5 separate regions of the Mus musculus genome follow, and regions 2, 3, 4 and 5 are each linked to region 1. The links are chromatin contacts, called in public HiCAR-type and promoter capture Hi-C maps. All regions are on one chromosome and are shown on one strand. The core of a region is the stretch at or near the end of the contact, and the rest is flanking DNA. Distances in the headings are between cores, read along the strand shown.

The links. Promoter capture Hi-C pulls out the DNA fragments that hold promoters and counts their contacts. HiCAR-type assays count read pairs that join an accessible place to other places. Capture Hi-C pulls out chosen DNA fragments and counts their contacts.
Region 2: a contact with region 1 is called in a promoter capture Hi-C map of adipose tissue, with 6 times the contacts expected there. The contact joins the promoter of Tug1 here to the promoter of Ube2d-ps in region 1. A contact is called at or near these places in 3 of 39 promoter capture datasets (hippocampal neurons and liver) and 1 of 9 other capture datasets (adipose tissue).
Region 3: a HiCAR-type map of astrocytes shows a contact between it and region 1, with 6 times the contacts expected there. The contact joins the promoter of Pik3ip1 here to the promoter of Ube2d-ps in region 1. A contact is called at or near these places in 1 of 39 promoter capture datasets (liver) and 1 of 115 datasets of contacts at active chromatin or transcription factors (astrocytes).
Region 4: a HiCAR-type map of astrocytes shows a contact between it and region 1, with 7 times the contacts expected there. The contact joins the promoter of 8430429K09Rik here to the promoter of Ube2d-ps in region 1.
Region 5: a contact with region 1 is called in a promoter capture Hi-C map of liver, with 5 times the contacts expected there. The contact joins the promoter of Patz1 here to the promoter of Ube2d-ps in region 1. A contact is called at or near these places in 1 of 39 promoter capture datasets (liver) and 2 of 9 other capture datasets (adipose tissue and liver).

What each region holds. Positions count from the first base shown.
Region 1 is chr11:5,760,805-5,763,504 of GRCm38.p6, reverse strand. It overlaps Ube2d-ps (ubiquitin-conjugating enzyme E2D, pseudogene), which reads right to left and starts at 1,355. Exons shown (of 7, transcript NR_015577.1): 1 at 1,265-1,355. It also overlaps a transcript of Urgcp not described here.
Region 2 is chr11:3,647,486-3,650,185 of GRCm38.p6, reverse strand. Tug1 (taurine upregulated gene 1) reads left to right here and starts at 1,372. Exons shown (of 4, transcript NR_002321.2): 1 at 1,372-1,433. Morc2a (microrchidia 2A) reads right to left here and starts at 749. Exons shown (of 27, transcript NM_001159288.2): 1 at 40-749.
Region 3 is chr11:3,329,382-3,332,081 of GRCm38.p6, reverse strand. It overlaps Pik3ip1 (phosphoinositide-3-kinase interacting protein 1), which reads right to left and starts at 1,351. Exons shown (of 6, transcript NM_178149.4): 1 at 1,078-1,351; 2 at 51-167. The coding sequence starts at 1,147. It overlaps Gm12592 (predicted gene 12592), which reads left to right and starts at 892. Exons shown (of 2, transcript NR_165248.1): 1 at 892-1,168.
Region 4 is chr11:3,451,033-3,453,732 of GRCm38.p6, reverse strand. It overlaps 8430429K09Rik (RIKEN cDNA 8430429K09 gene), which reads right to left and starts at 1,296. Exons shown (of 4, transcript NR_028317.1): 1 at 993-1,296. It overlaps Rnf185 (ring finger protein 185), which reads left to right and starts at 777. Exons shown (of 7, transcript NM_001290472.1): 1 at 777-1,524.
Region 5 is chr11:3,289,151-3,291,850 of GRCm38.p6, reverse strand. It overlaps Patz1 (POZ (BTB) and AT hook containing zinc finger 1), which reads right to left and starts at 1,394. Exons shown (of 4, transcript NM_019574.3): 1 at 1-1,394. The coding sequence starts at 1,237.

The sequences.
Region 1 (2,700 bases), core at 106-2,605:
GGTTATGGTGTTTATCACAGCGACAGAAATCTAATTGAGACACATAACCTGGATCCACTTGGTGGAAAGAATCATGCTAATGCTAAAAGTTAGGGTCATAGGGCTGGAGAGATGGCTCAGTGGTTAAGGGCATGAACTGCTCTTCCAGAGCTCCTGAGTATGATTCTTGGCACCTACACAGGGCACCTTACACCCACATATAAGTGAGCAAATCTTTTTTTTTTTTTTGGTTTTTCGAGACAGGGTTTCTCTGTATAGCCTTGGCTGTCCTCTGTAGATCAGGCTGTCCTCGAACTCCGTCTGCCTCTGCCTCCCAAGTGCTGGGATAAAAGGTATGCAACACCACGCCCGGCCCCAAATCCTTTAAAAAAGAGGTTATAAATACCATTTTGCAGTATAGAAAATCCCAACTAGGGTTGGTGAGATGGCTCAATGGGTAAGAGCACCCGACTGCTCTTCCGAAGGTCAGGAGTTCAAATCCCAGCAACCACATGGTGGCTCACAACCATCCGTAACGAGATCTGACTCCCTCTTCTGGAGTGTCTGAGGACAGCTACAGTGTACTTACATATAATAAATAAATAAATAAATAAATAAATAAATAAATCTTTAAAAAAATTCCAACTATTAATACTATGTGAAAACATGGATCATAAATTACAGTATAATGCAGGGTATGGTGGTGCACGCCCCTCGGCAACCAGAGGCAGGAGGATCTCTGTGAGTTTGAGGCTGGCCTTGTCTACATAGCGAGTTCTGGGTCTGCCAGGAGGCCGTGTCTCAAAAAACCAAACCAAACCAAACCAAAACGGAACAAAAAACAACTTAGAAATATAAAATAATTTTCTTTAGGAAAAGGACGAAAAGTGGATAGGCTAAAACGTTAACAAATGGTAAAGGGTGGATTGGTGGCTTCTTTTTCTGAGATGCAATTACCAGGCTCTAGGTTAATGGGCTAATACAAACCTACGGGATGAAATTCTCCCGCAGCTCAGCCTCTCGTGCTAGGCACCCTGGGAGACACCCCTCTGCTTCCCTAAACTCCGCCCAAAGCTGCGCGCGCACGTGACCCGGTCGCATGACTCCGCCCCCGCGAGTCGCCCGCCAGAGGCACTCAGCCACCTCCTAAGTCTGCGCCGACCGCGGCGGAACTCGCGCGGGGCAAGTGTCAGTGCGCCCTGCCGCACCTCAGCCGCGGGGTTCTATTCGCTGCGACAGCCCGCAGAGTGGACGGGCGGGAGGACCCCGTTTCCGCCACTCTTACCTTCTGGATCCGTTTTAGAGCCATGTTCCCGCTGCTCGTGCCCCACCGGCCCTGCGGGGCAGACTAAGACGGCCGCCTGGGCCGCAACGCTGCACGCCGGGAACGGCGCTCTACGCGTGCGCGCCGCGGTGCGCTGTGGGTAGCTAGTGCGCGCAGCAGTCCTGGGTCTGACCACGGAGTCGCGCACGGTCAGTTACTCGGCCACGGTCACGGCCCTGTGGCTCTGGTTTCTGCTAGGCGAGGGGCCTGGGCACCAGGACATGCCTGAAACCGCAGGTGCCACACGCTATGCTCTCTGCCCCTCCCTGGGCTCCTCCCCAGGCTGTCACTTAACTCCTGAGCTTAGTGGTTGTCAGCGCTGTAAGTATACATTCACTTTTATATGCTTTCTGGGCAGAAGTGTTACAGATATTTCTGAATACGCGTAGGTGCTGAGCACAGATGCATCTACATGTCTGGAGAGCTGCATTTTCAGTAGTACTTAGTTGGCTTCAATGCACTGCCGCTATTGAGACTCAGCCTGAAAGTGCACATCCCAAGCTAAACTCTGCTTCCCTTTCCCCAAGACATCGAACTGTTTAAGACCAAGTGTAAAGAACTTAGTGGTATGTCACAAAATCTGTGTAATAGATTGTAGCCAACATCTTGGAAATGAAATAGAATATGGCAAAATACATAATATCAGCGTGCCTCATACAGTAAAGAATCTGGACTCTCTATATAAATAATCATATATATTGTTTCCAGACAGATAAACCTAATAGGGTATGCTAGTGCAGTTGCTCTGGACCAAAGGTGTTCCAACACCAGACTGGGCTACATAGTGAGTTTGAGGCCAGCCTGGATTGCAGAGTAAGACCATGTCTTAAAAAAAAAAAAAAAGCCGGGCGTGGTGGCGCACACCTTTAATCCCAGCACTCAGGAGTCAGAGACAGGCGGATTCCTGAGTTCAAGGCCAGCCTGGTCTACAAAGTGAGTTCCAGGACAGCCAGAGCTATGCAGAGAAACCCTGTCTGGAAAAACCAAAAAAAGAAAGAAAGAAAGAAAGAAAGAAAGAAAGAAAGAAAGAGAGAAAGATCCCCAAAGGAAAATCTAAAACTAGAGGAGCTGAGGAGATAGTAGATAGGAGTGCTTGTGGTGCAAGCATGGGGCCCTGAGATCATTAGTACCCACAGAAAAGGTGAGGTTGGCTACTCATGTCTCTAACCCCAGCACTGGGTAGCCGGCATGACAGGATCCCTGGAGCTACCTTAGCATAGATAGTGAGATTCCAGTTCAGTGAGAGACCTTGCACCAAAAGCAGTAAGGCACAAAGAGTAGCATTTACTCTGTCATATATCTGGCATTCTACTCTGGCCTCTGTCATGTTCCTGCACATACGCATACAAACCCTGCCCAAAACAAAAACAATGAATCGAACACTTAAATGGTTTCCC
Region 2 (2,700 bases), core at 123-2,622, 2.1 Mb after region 1:
TGATGTAATACTTTGGAAAGAACTATATTCGAAACCTACTGTCCTTAAGTGCTCCGGGGGGTCAAGCTTTCTTCACACAATTCCGACGCACATCAAAAGTGAACGGTTCTGAATGGTCTTCAAACTTGGAGGTTTACAGCTTCAACTTCACGTTCAAGTCCTTTTCTGTTCTCCTAAATTCAGGAAATTGACCTACTTCTGACGGTTCACCTACTTCATTACCACCGAAGACTTTGTCACCACCGAAGACACCAGGCTCCTCAAAAGAGTGCTCTACTGGACAGTGCAGTGGAGTGGAGGCTACTTCTGGCTTCACCGCTTTCCAACAGAAAGGTCCTTGGTGCTGACTGACAGATTTCTTTTCCCAAACCCCGCCCAAACACAGCTTGCTATTATGCCACAATCACCACAGGTTGTGGGTGAAATTACTCACAGTGGCCCACAGAAACACCTCACAACCTACCCTCCCGAATCACCTCAGGTGCGCCCTTCCCCCACACCCTTCAGAAGATGGCCTCGGGCCCTCGGGCCTTCCCAGGCCTGGGTCCTGTGGCCACCTCCTCGCTACCGACAGACAGGAGTTAGTCCCAGAGCCTGGGAGAACAGAGGAAAGTGGCGAGTGCACCACCAGATCCGATCGGGCGTTGCCTGCAGCTCGCAGATGCCTTTGTCCCTCCCCGTGGAATTGGAACTCAACCACCGCAGCGCGCTCTTGGAACCATGTGCTGCCTCCGCTGCCGCTGCCGCCGCCGCCGCCGCCGCCCGCCCGCGCCGCGACACGACACGACACGCCGCGCCTCAACAGACGATGACAGGCTGGGCGTCACGAGATTCAGCGTTCAGTACGGCTTTGCGGCCGGTGCTGCCCGCGCCACCGCTACCTCAGCCACCGCTTTGTCTCCGTAAGCGCACGCAGCGCGAATCACCTCGCTCACTCCCGACGGCCCGGCCGCCGAGGCCTCCAGCGCACCTTCGGCCAATCACAGAGCTCGAAGTCTTCCCGCCCCCGCCCTGAGACTCCACCTTCTGATTGGCGAGCGACGTCGGTCCACGTGACCGGATCTTGTTTGGCCGGTCCGCCCCCATCACGTGAGGGCGCGCGCCTCTCTTCCTGCTTTCCTGACCCCTCTCGGCCATTTAAAGGAACAGTACCGGGGGCGGGCCGAGAGACGCAGCCGGGACGGTAGCTGCAGAGCAGAGCGGAGGAGCCATCTTGTCTTGTCGCCGGGGAGTCAGGCCCCTAACTCGAAGAAGCCCTGGCGCGCCCTCCCCCCCTCCCCGGTCTGGTAGGGCGAAGGAGCGGGCGTGCGGTCGATCGAGCGATCGGTTGGCGGCTCTTTCTCCTGCTCTGGCATCCAGCTCTTGGGGCGCAGGCCCGGCCGCCGCGGCGCGCGCCCGGTGGCCGTTGGCGCTCGCGCCGCGTCTTTCTTCTCGTACGCAGAACTCGGGCGGCGGCCTATGCTTTTGCGATCCGACGAGGGGTCGTCCGGGTGGTTGGCGGCGGCGGGCAACTCCGCCCCGCTCCCGGGGAGGCGGCGGGGGAAGCTGGGGTGGCCGGGGCTGGCCTGGAGGCCTGGCGCCACCCCTCGGGGCCTGCTAGGACCCAGTTGGAGGGTCAAGAGGGAGCTGGAGGATGGTTGGTGGTGGGCTTCCTCCTTTGCCTTTTCCTACTTATGCCACCTTAGTGGGGAGCGAGAGCGCTGGCGGCAGCTCCGGGGTGGGGATTCGAGCTCCGGAGTCGGAAGATCTGGGTTTGCTTCCGGGCCTAGCCACTCGCTGGCCGAGTGACCTTAGGCAAGTCACTCTGTAATCTGTCTGCGCCTCAGTTTCCTCCTCTGCCTATCAGTGTGTGTATGGAATTGGAAGCTCTCTTCAAAAGTGTCGGTTTACAGAAAGATGATTATTGTTTTTTTTTCCTTTGAGTTGCAAGAAGTCATAACAATTGCTCATTCCCTGAAATTAAATTCGGGAACCTTTTATTGGAGTTGGAGATGGGAAGGTTCCCTGAACTTCTTCTGTACAGAAACACGTGGGAAAGTGTTTTCTAGGGGGATGAGTAGATCCTTCAGTAGCGAGTTTTCAAAGGGGGCTATGACCCAGAAGAGTTTAGAACAGTTTTTGCCACCGGGAGGAAACTGAGGCCTACATGTCATCTGGGACCCTTCACAACCAATATGAAGCCCCCATTTGAGTCCCTGGTATATGTGAGCTGCTTCTTACTGCATAATGGCTGTTTCAGGTACCATCACTTCACTGCTTGGCTTTTAGTCAAAGCCCTTTCCTTTCACCATAGGGTGCCTGAAGGGTGGCTGATGCCTATGGTACAATGGCACCCACTAGAAAGCAGCTACAATTAGGAGTGAATGTGTCCTCGAGTAACAAGAAGTGTAATCTCTGGCCCAGCGATTGTTTTCTGCTGCTCGTACTGGTGCCTGACTACTTTTCTCTCGTTAACTATTTTTTTACAACCATGATTGACACCCATTATTTGCTCCTATTTTATATCCCTGGTTTTCGTGGTTGATAGTGAACAGGATTATTTTTAAATGGTGCTGCCAAAACCAGTTAATAGTGCACATGGATTTTTAGCAAGAGGGCTACTTGGAACAGACTGAACCAGGCGTTGGATTCCTGAAAATGTTTGGGGTTTTTTTTTTTTTTTTTTTTTTTTTTTTTTTGGGGGGGTTTTTTGTTTTGTTT
Region 3 (2,700 bases), core at 102-2,601, 2.4 Mb after region 1:
GCCGCGGCCGCCGCCCACCAACCCCGCCCGCCTCCCCGGCGGACACTCACTGGGCTCGGTGAGCGACTCGCGGCTGCCTTGCGCGGCCAACCAGTTGAGGCAGCGGAGACCCGGCGCGGGCGAGGGCTGGTCCTCCCGGTACAGGTGGCCGTTGTCCCAGAAGCAGCCTATGAGGAAGAGGAACCCGCCCGAGACTCTTAGTGCGTTTCTCTGGCCCCGCGGGAGAAAGCCCTGTGTACCTCAGAGTGTCACGCCCCTGGCGGCGTTTGGTCCACACACAACACTCGATTTAGCTTTCTTCTTCCTTCCCTTCCCTTCCCTTCCCTTCCCTTCCTTCCTTCCTTCCTTCCTTCCTTCCTTCCTTCCTTCCTTCCTTCCTTCCTTCCTTCCTTTTAAAAAAGCTTAAGATCGCTGCACAACTGCAAAGGGTTGTTATTCTTGGACTTGGGACCACTTTGAAGGTACAAGAAGGTCTTTCTCCCTAAGGTCTTTCTGTGGAGATGGTGAGTTTGGTTCTGGGCAGTCAGACATGGAAGTCATCCCAGTGTTGAGAAGTCAATGTTATATAAACTGGTGTTCCCTTCTCTACGAATACAGCCACTTTCTGCTAGTTTAACAGACACCGCCAGCTCCCAAGAGAATTCCACAAAAGCCTTTGATTCAGGGAAGCAAAAGATCCAATAGAGACCCCAGCTGAGGGTCTCTGCCTCATCTCTTAAGCTCCCACTCCCCTCAGCAGAGAGCCACGGGAGGAGGCTGGAGAGGGGAGGTTCGTGCGCCTGCCACACAAAGCAAACGGACTTTAAAAGGGTAAGACTCTGGGGAGTAGAAGAGACGAATTCCACTCCATCCACTCGTGTGAAAGGAAAGGGAAAGAGAAAGTGACTACTTGTCTTTGTTCTTAATGGCAAAGATGGAGCTGCAAGCCTCTGGCAAGGAAGGAGAGAGGAGAGAAGAATGCTTTCGTAGGATAACGAGAAAAGCAGCCAAAACCTTCCTTCCCTGTCGGCCTGACCACGTTTGGGGAATCTGTTTCATTTAAGTTGCTGCAGAAAGGGGGAGAAAACGTAATCTCACCTCCAGATCCATAGGCTTCTGCCAGAAGCATGTTGCTGAGAAGAAATGTGTGTACCCAAGCCAACAGCATCCTCGTCTCTTCGGCTCGCAGGTGACTCAACAGCCAGTGTCCAAATGGGGGGGGGGGGTCCTCCTTGGCAGCAGTTTTGTCTCCTTGCAGTCAGACTGGCCGGCCCCTGTTATGCTCTTCTGGTAAACAGCCTCTCTTTAGAACTGGGAGCTTCCCAGCTAGCTTGCTGCAGCCGAGGTGTTTTTCAGCTGAAAGGCGCCCCCTGGGTCCTAAGCCTCCTAGACCTTACCAGATCACTAACCCTGAGCCAAGAGAGGAACTCAGCCAAGCCGAGAGTGGCAGAGAGGTTTTGCTTAGCAGCAGCTCCGCGTGAGACCTGCACAACTGCATGCCCAGGGCTTTTCTTCCTTTTCCACCAGTGTGAGTACAGAGTCACTGTGTCAGAAGGCATCGTGGAGTGGGGTGGATTAGGAGCCCCAAAAGCACTACACAGTTGTAAGAGCGGATGCTGATTGCAGAAGCAGGAAGAATTTAAGACCACATAGACAGCACAACTAAGAATTATCTGTCTGGAAGCAATATATTTAAATTGTACTTTGCTAGGGCCAGTTCAGTCACATTCCTTTACTAACATTTGAGGTTTGGGTTATCCATATATAGTAGGAACACAGAAAGGGTATCATTAGCTGAAAATACATGTTACACAAACATTGAATTCCTTTAGCTATATTGTAAAGTCCACCCTTTTTACCAGCCCAGAAGTAAAATGTCTTCCTTCCAACTCCCCTCAAGCAGTATATAGGAAATCTAGTTGCAATAATTTGTGTCTACAGTTAAACCACATCCACATAACTTAGGGCTTTTGGAGTTTCTATTTGGCTGGCAGTTGAAGTTCCCAAGCAGCCTCAGTAAACTGAGAGAACAGGGTGGTTTGCCAAGACTACCTTGTGACTGGGGCAAATCCAAGAATAGAAACTCTGTTTTGATCTTGCCACAATGTAGGGAGGAAAAAAATAACACTATGAAGTAAGTTTTATAGACTTTATCATAGTGGAAAGCTAATGTGATTCTAACTATGAGAAGTGATTGAACCCTGATGTGTCTTTTAAGAAGAAAAGGGTTATTTTTATTTGTGGGTTTATCTGTGTCTGTACTCAGGCCATAGGAAAACTTCAGGGCCTCAAGAACTGGGGTTATAGGCAGTTGTCGACCATGGGAGGTAGCTGAAGTAGGCAGTGGAACTCGGGTCAGCTCTTCTTGAAGAGCAGCAAGTACTCCTAGTCTCTGAACCATGTCCCCAAACCACCTGACATGCCTTTTAAAACCATTGTCCGGACTGGGGAGGTGGCTCATTAGTTACGAGCACTTGTTGCTCTTGCGGAGCACTTAGTTCAGTTCCCAGCACTTAGCATAAGGCCATCTGTGTCCAGATCCAGAATATGGACTCCCTCCTCTGATACTCAGTCATGCACATACACATATGCTGGCAAAACACACATATAAACACCGCCCCCCAAAGAGTGCGTGTGTGTGCGTGTGGGGGTGGGGTTGGGGAGGGGTGGGGGGGTGTGCATGTGGTGTGTATATATGTGTGTGGTATGTGTGTGTGTAGG
Region 4 (2,700 bases), core at 47-2,546, 2.3 Mb after region 1:
TGGAGCTAGAGATTGATAAGGTCAAGGACTCTGGGGAGAGGATGCAGGCTCACCTGCCATCTGGCGTTTGGGCTTTCACACTGGCAAGCAGAAGCTGAAAGCCATCCAGTACAGGATACAAGGCCGGTGTGCCAGCCCTACCTCAGCTTACACACAGGAATGCTACTGCTACTGCTTGTCCGAGGCAGGACGGAAGTCCCTTCTTGTTCTACAGAATGAGGTGTGCCGGCTCTCCACCCCCCACTCCCCCCACCCCTGCAACAGCACAGCTATGCAGCTTTGTAGGAGCTGCACAGCAAAATCACTCACCTGCACTGAGCACTGTTGCACTGGACTCACATGTTTTTATATATGGAAAGCTAAAACACCAATTTTTCTAGTTATTTTTAAATATAATAAATGCACTTGCTACTGTAAAAAAAAAACAATCCCTCATTGGTTACAAGTTCATCTAATTAGTTTTAAAATAAATTACCATGTATTTATTAAGTGTCTCTGTATACATGTGAAGGTCTGATGACAACTTGCCAGACTCCTTTCCTTCCACCGCTGGGTTTCTGGGGACTGAACTAGAGTTGACAGGCTTGGCAGCAAACATCTTTACCTCTGAACCATCTCATGGGCTCCAATTAGTTATACTCTTATTACCTTTATTATTTTGATACTGAAATTTCACAGATTTGGCTAGTAGAGTCTTCAAGAGAGCTCCTGGGTCGTTTTGCACATTCTCATCCATCACCACTGTTAGCATTCCTTCTAGGCTCCGCCCCACAGTTACCTGGCAACAGCGAGGTATGCCCGGCTTACTATAAAAGGGGCTGTTCGCCCCCTCCTCTCCCTTACTCTTTGCCCCCTTCCCCCTCCGCCCTCTCTCTTCACGCGTTCCTGGCCGGCCTCTCTCCCTTCTCCTCATTCTCTACTCCCTTTCCTACTCCACTTCCCATGCCTCCTCCTCCTGTTCTTCTTCTTTATAAAACAGAACAACCACTGACCTTACTTTCTTGTACAAGGCATTCCAAACTGGTATTTCTAGAACTGGCTTTTTCATCCGCCCATTATTTTTGCGACACGGTCCCATGTATCCCAAGCCTGCTTCGAAAACGACATTGAAGTTCTGACCCATCACCCGAATGAATGCTATGATTAGCTGGCGGGTACGCACATATTTATTCCCACGTCTTCACGCGGGCGAGGCGAGCTCGCCCATCCACCGAGCTGCCTTCCCTCCTCTTCCAGCGCTAGGAAACCCTACGGAAAGACCAGACGCCCTCCCCTTCCTGTCCCGGGGCGGAACTTACCAGCCGGGCGCCTGGGCCGGAGAGCAGCGCTGCACACCAGCCTTTTCCGGCTGGAACCGGAAGTTGTTCTACTAGAGGCGGCTCCGCGTCAGGTGACCAAGTTCCCGGTAGGAGGGGTCGGAGGTTCAATCTTTCTGACTGACGCGTCTCTAAGACTGGCTCGGCTACTCCGGGACGGGGGAACGGACAGCTGGCGTCGCTGGCGCTCGCTCTACCGCGGCGGCAGGTAGGTGACGAGCTGGGACGGCGGGCCCGGGAGGCATGGGACCCCCTTCCCAGGCTCAGGGATCTGAAGCCAAGGGCCAGGAGTCATCCAGTCTGGCTCTGTCCAGGTCCCAGAAGGAAGGTCAGACTGGCATCCGTGGGTACAGATTGGGCAAACTAAGGCCCCAGAAAAGGGAAAGAAGGGTGCGCACAAGCTCCCCTTCCAGACGGGGCTCGTCCTGACTCCCGTAGCCTCGGGGGCGGGACCGCCTCTCTCGTGGGTGGCGATTTGGTGGAGTGGAAAGATGAGGAATGCGGTGAACAGATTTGGGGTGAAGCGTAGGAGACCTGGACTTGAGTTCGCTGCCTGCAGCTCACTGTGCGTTCGAGGCCAAGTCTTTGACCTCCCTGAACCTAGTTCCCACAGCTGTACAACCGGGCACAGCTGTCTCAAAAGCGTGGGCCTCCACAGCACCTGCTCCGAAACCCTCCGGGATGCCGGCTCTCCAGCCCTGGGCTTTTCCCACAGCTTGTTTCGAATCTGGGTCTGGATCCTAGGAAACCTTATTTTGAACGTTCTCCTCTGGAGTCCTACTCGTGTTTGAAGCCTGCTCATCCGAAGTGCGGTCCCGCTGTGAATGCGGTACTCGATTCGAGGCAGCTGGAGCCGGCTCGATTCTATGAAACTTCTAGCTTAGGAAAGAACGCCGGAGGAGAATAACTAACTATCTTTAAAAGCTGGCGCGGGGTGGGGGTGGGGGTTGGGTGGGGGAGTTATGGCAAAGAGGCCTCCTGCTTGATCTTTGTAGCTGAAAGAGGTACAGCTACGATTAATAGGTAGGTTCTAGGGGGAAGACACATGTGTACTTACTATTAAGAATTTAACGGAAGAATTATCAGAGGTGACGACTGATGGGGATTGACTGTCTCCTTGGGAAAGGAAGTATACAGGAGGCGGCCCTTTCCAATTTAAAAGGCTCGTATTAGTATTTATTGTGACTCTTACCTCTCCACTGATAACTCTGTCTTCAGAGTGTATGTGATACTTCTTTTGTGGTCTGAGACAGGGTCTCAGGGATCTCAGGCTGTCCTCAAGCTCCTTTTGTAGTTGGCCTTGAACCCGGATCCTGCTGTTTCAGTCTTAAAGAGTGCCAGGATCACTCGTTACTTAGTACCATTATGCCTACAGAATGTGACA
Region 5 (2,700 bases), core at 145-2,644, 2.5 Mb after region 1:
ACGGTTTGCCCACTGACCCATCATGGGACCTCACATGGTACGACATTCGGTCTTTTCTCTTGAACCGCAGACCACACACCGGGCACGAGTACGGCTTCTCCCCCGAGTGGGAAAGCTTATGCCGGTTGAGATGGTATACGTCACGAAAGATCTTGCCACAGATCTCACAAGCCACTTGCTTCCTGGTCCGGCTCCTTTTTCTGGGGCCATCGGGGTCCTCGGAGATGGGTAACCCATTCTCACCCAGCCTTGGAGGAGGAAGATCGATATAGCCCAACTGGAGGCTTGTGACGCCGTGCTGGGCCTCATGTTGCCGGAGCCGGTTGGCGTCAGTGAACACCTTCCCGCACAGGCCACATGGAAGGATGCCTGCTTCCCTCAAGCCCCCTGGAGACCCAAACATGGAGTCCAGCAGGTTGGCCTTCCTGGGGCGTCCCCGGCCTCGCTTGCTAGTTAGTGGAGGTGCACTGGATGCCACATTAGGGAACGGAGAAGTCAGTAGTTGGGGGGATAGGGGTCCAGCCACCATGGGCAATCTGTCCACCCCGGGTAACACAGGCAGAGAAGCTTGGCCCGCAATAGCAGCACCTGTGGCCCTGGCAGCCTCCTCCTCGGGCTGCATACTGCCAGCAATACCGTTACTGTTGGCTGCCATGGCTGCCCCGTTGGTCATGTCCAAAGGGAAGCCCAAGTCAGAAGTCCCAGGTGGGCGAAAGAGCATGATATCAGCCCGGGCAGGGGGCACGAGGATCTGCACGTTGGACTGTTTGATTACTTCCTGGCAGATCTCGATGACCGACCTCATCAGCAGGAACTTGGCGGCCGTCATGAGCTCGGGGAAGCTCTCTAGGCGCACAACGATTCGGGACGTATAAGCGAAGTCCAGGATGTCTCCGAACACTTTGGAACTGATGGTGTGCATCTCCAGTTCGCGGCTGCCTCCAGCTCCGCCGCCTGGAGCCGCCGCCGCGCCTCCCACATCAGCAGGACCACCATCTGCAGCTCCGCCGTCGCCTAACTGGGCGCTGAACACAGACTCAAAGTACTCGCTGCAGGCAGCCAGTACGGCGCGGTGCGCTGGGAAGCTCTCGTCGCCTACTCGTAGGAGCACGTCGCAAAAGCGCCCGCCGTTTTTGCGTTGTTGGTTCAGGTTGTGCAGCATCTCCGTACTGTGTCTGCTCACCTGGTAGGTGTAGCAGCCCGACGGACCGCAAGAAGCGTCGTTGACCCGCTCCATGGTCGCTGCCCCTTCCCCACTCGCCGGGCCGGGCACCCGCCAGTCCCTGGTCCCTTCCCTTAGGCAGCGAGACGCCTTTTGCAGCGGACCACTCACACTCCCCGCACGTGCGGCCCAGGGCTCGGTAGTACTCTCAGGTGCGCCCAGCGCACACGCCCCCTGCTCTAATAAAAAGGGCTAGACCCAGCGGGGCACTGCCCCCCACATTGCCGCCCTTAACCTCCGCCGGACCCGCGTAGCACTCCCTCTCCGCCTGCCCGCCTCCCTCTCTAGGTCTACCTTCCAGGGGTAAACGAGCGAAGAGGTGCGCCCCTCCTGCAAACGCAGCTGCCACCTCCCCTCCCGCCCGCCAGGCGGCGCCGGCGCGCGGCCAAAAGGCGCGCGCGCGCGCGCGGGGAGGAGGAGGGGTCCGCCGCGCAAGCGCAAGCGCGCGCTCCGAGGCTTTTCCCGGGCCCACTGGGGGCGCGCGCTGCGTCCCCTGCAAAGCGCGAGCCGGGGTGGGGGCGCCGGAGCAAAGGAAACAAAAGGCGAAGGCGAAGGCGGCGGTCCGCGCGCACAGGGGCGGTGGCGTAGGCCGAGTCTTGGAGCCCGGCGAAGGCGGCGGCCGAAGCGAGCGGGTGGCAGTAGCAGGGTGGGCCCTTTCCCAAGCCAGGCACGAGTGGCGGCGGCGCTGCGGCCCCAGGCTCCGTGCGTTCGGAACGGAGGAAAGATGGCAGCGGCTGCACTTCCTCTTGCACTTTCACCCCTGGGGGGAGGAGAAGGAGGGGGCGATACCAACAACACCCCCCCCCCCAGCTTGCAGAAAGAAAAAAAAGCAGCGAGCTCGGCGTGGGGGGTCTCGGTCGCCCCGACTCAGCACGTGCGCATCCGGCTCCCTAGCTTGGGCCGCCTAGCGCTGCAAACTTTCCACTTTCTTTGTGCCGAACGCCCCCCCCCCTCACCCAGCGGAGGATGCACGTCCCCCATTCCCTATTTATACAACCCCCCCCCCTGCAGCTCCGCTCCGCTCGCTTCCTGCCCCCACTCCCCAGCTCCGCCAATGCTAGCGCAGCCTGATCCTCCGCCTCCCCACCCCGCCCGCGGGGCCCGGGGCTGCAGCCTCAACCACCCCCCACACACCACCACCCCCCCCCCGACCCCGGCCAATACGATCTGAGCGCCGAGCCAGCAAACCAGCTACAGCCGCCCCTCCGCTGCCCGCCCAGAGTGTAGGCGAGCGTGCGGGATGGGCAGCCAGAGCCTGTGGATCTGAGCCCCCCAGCCTACCTTGCGCACCCGCAGGTCGGACGGGCATCAGCACCCTGCCTAGTTCTCCTTTGATGGCCGAAATCCCTAGAAGTCGGCTGAGACCTCCCGCTCTGCTGCCCTAGGAAGGAGACGGGATCCCGATCCGACGCAGGCGGAACCTTCTGCCTGCCTCACACTGACCGAGGCAAATGCCCGGCACGCCTGGATAACTAGAG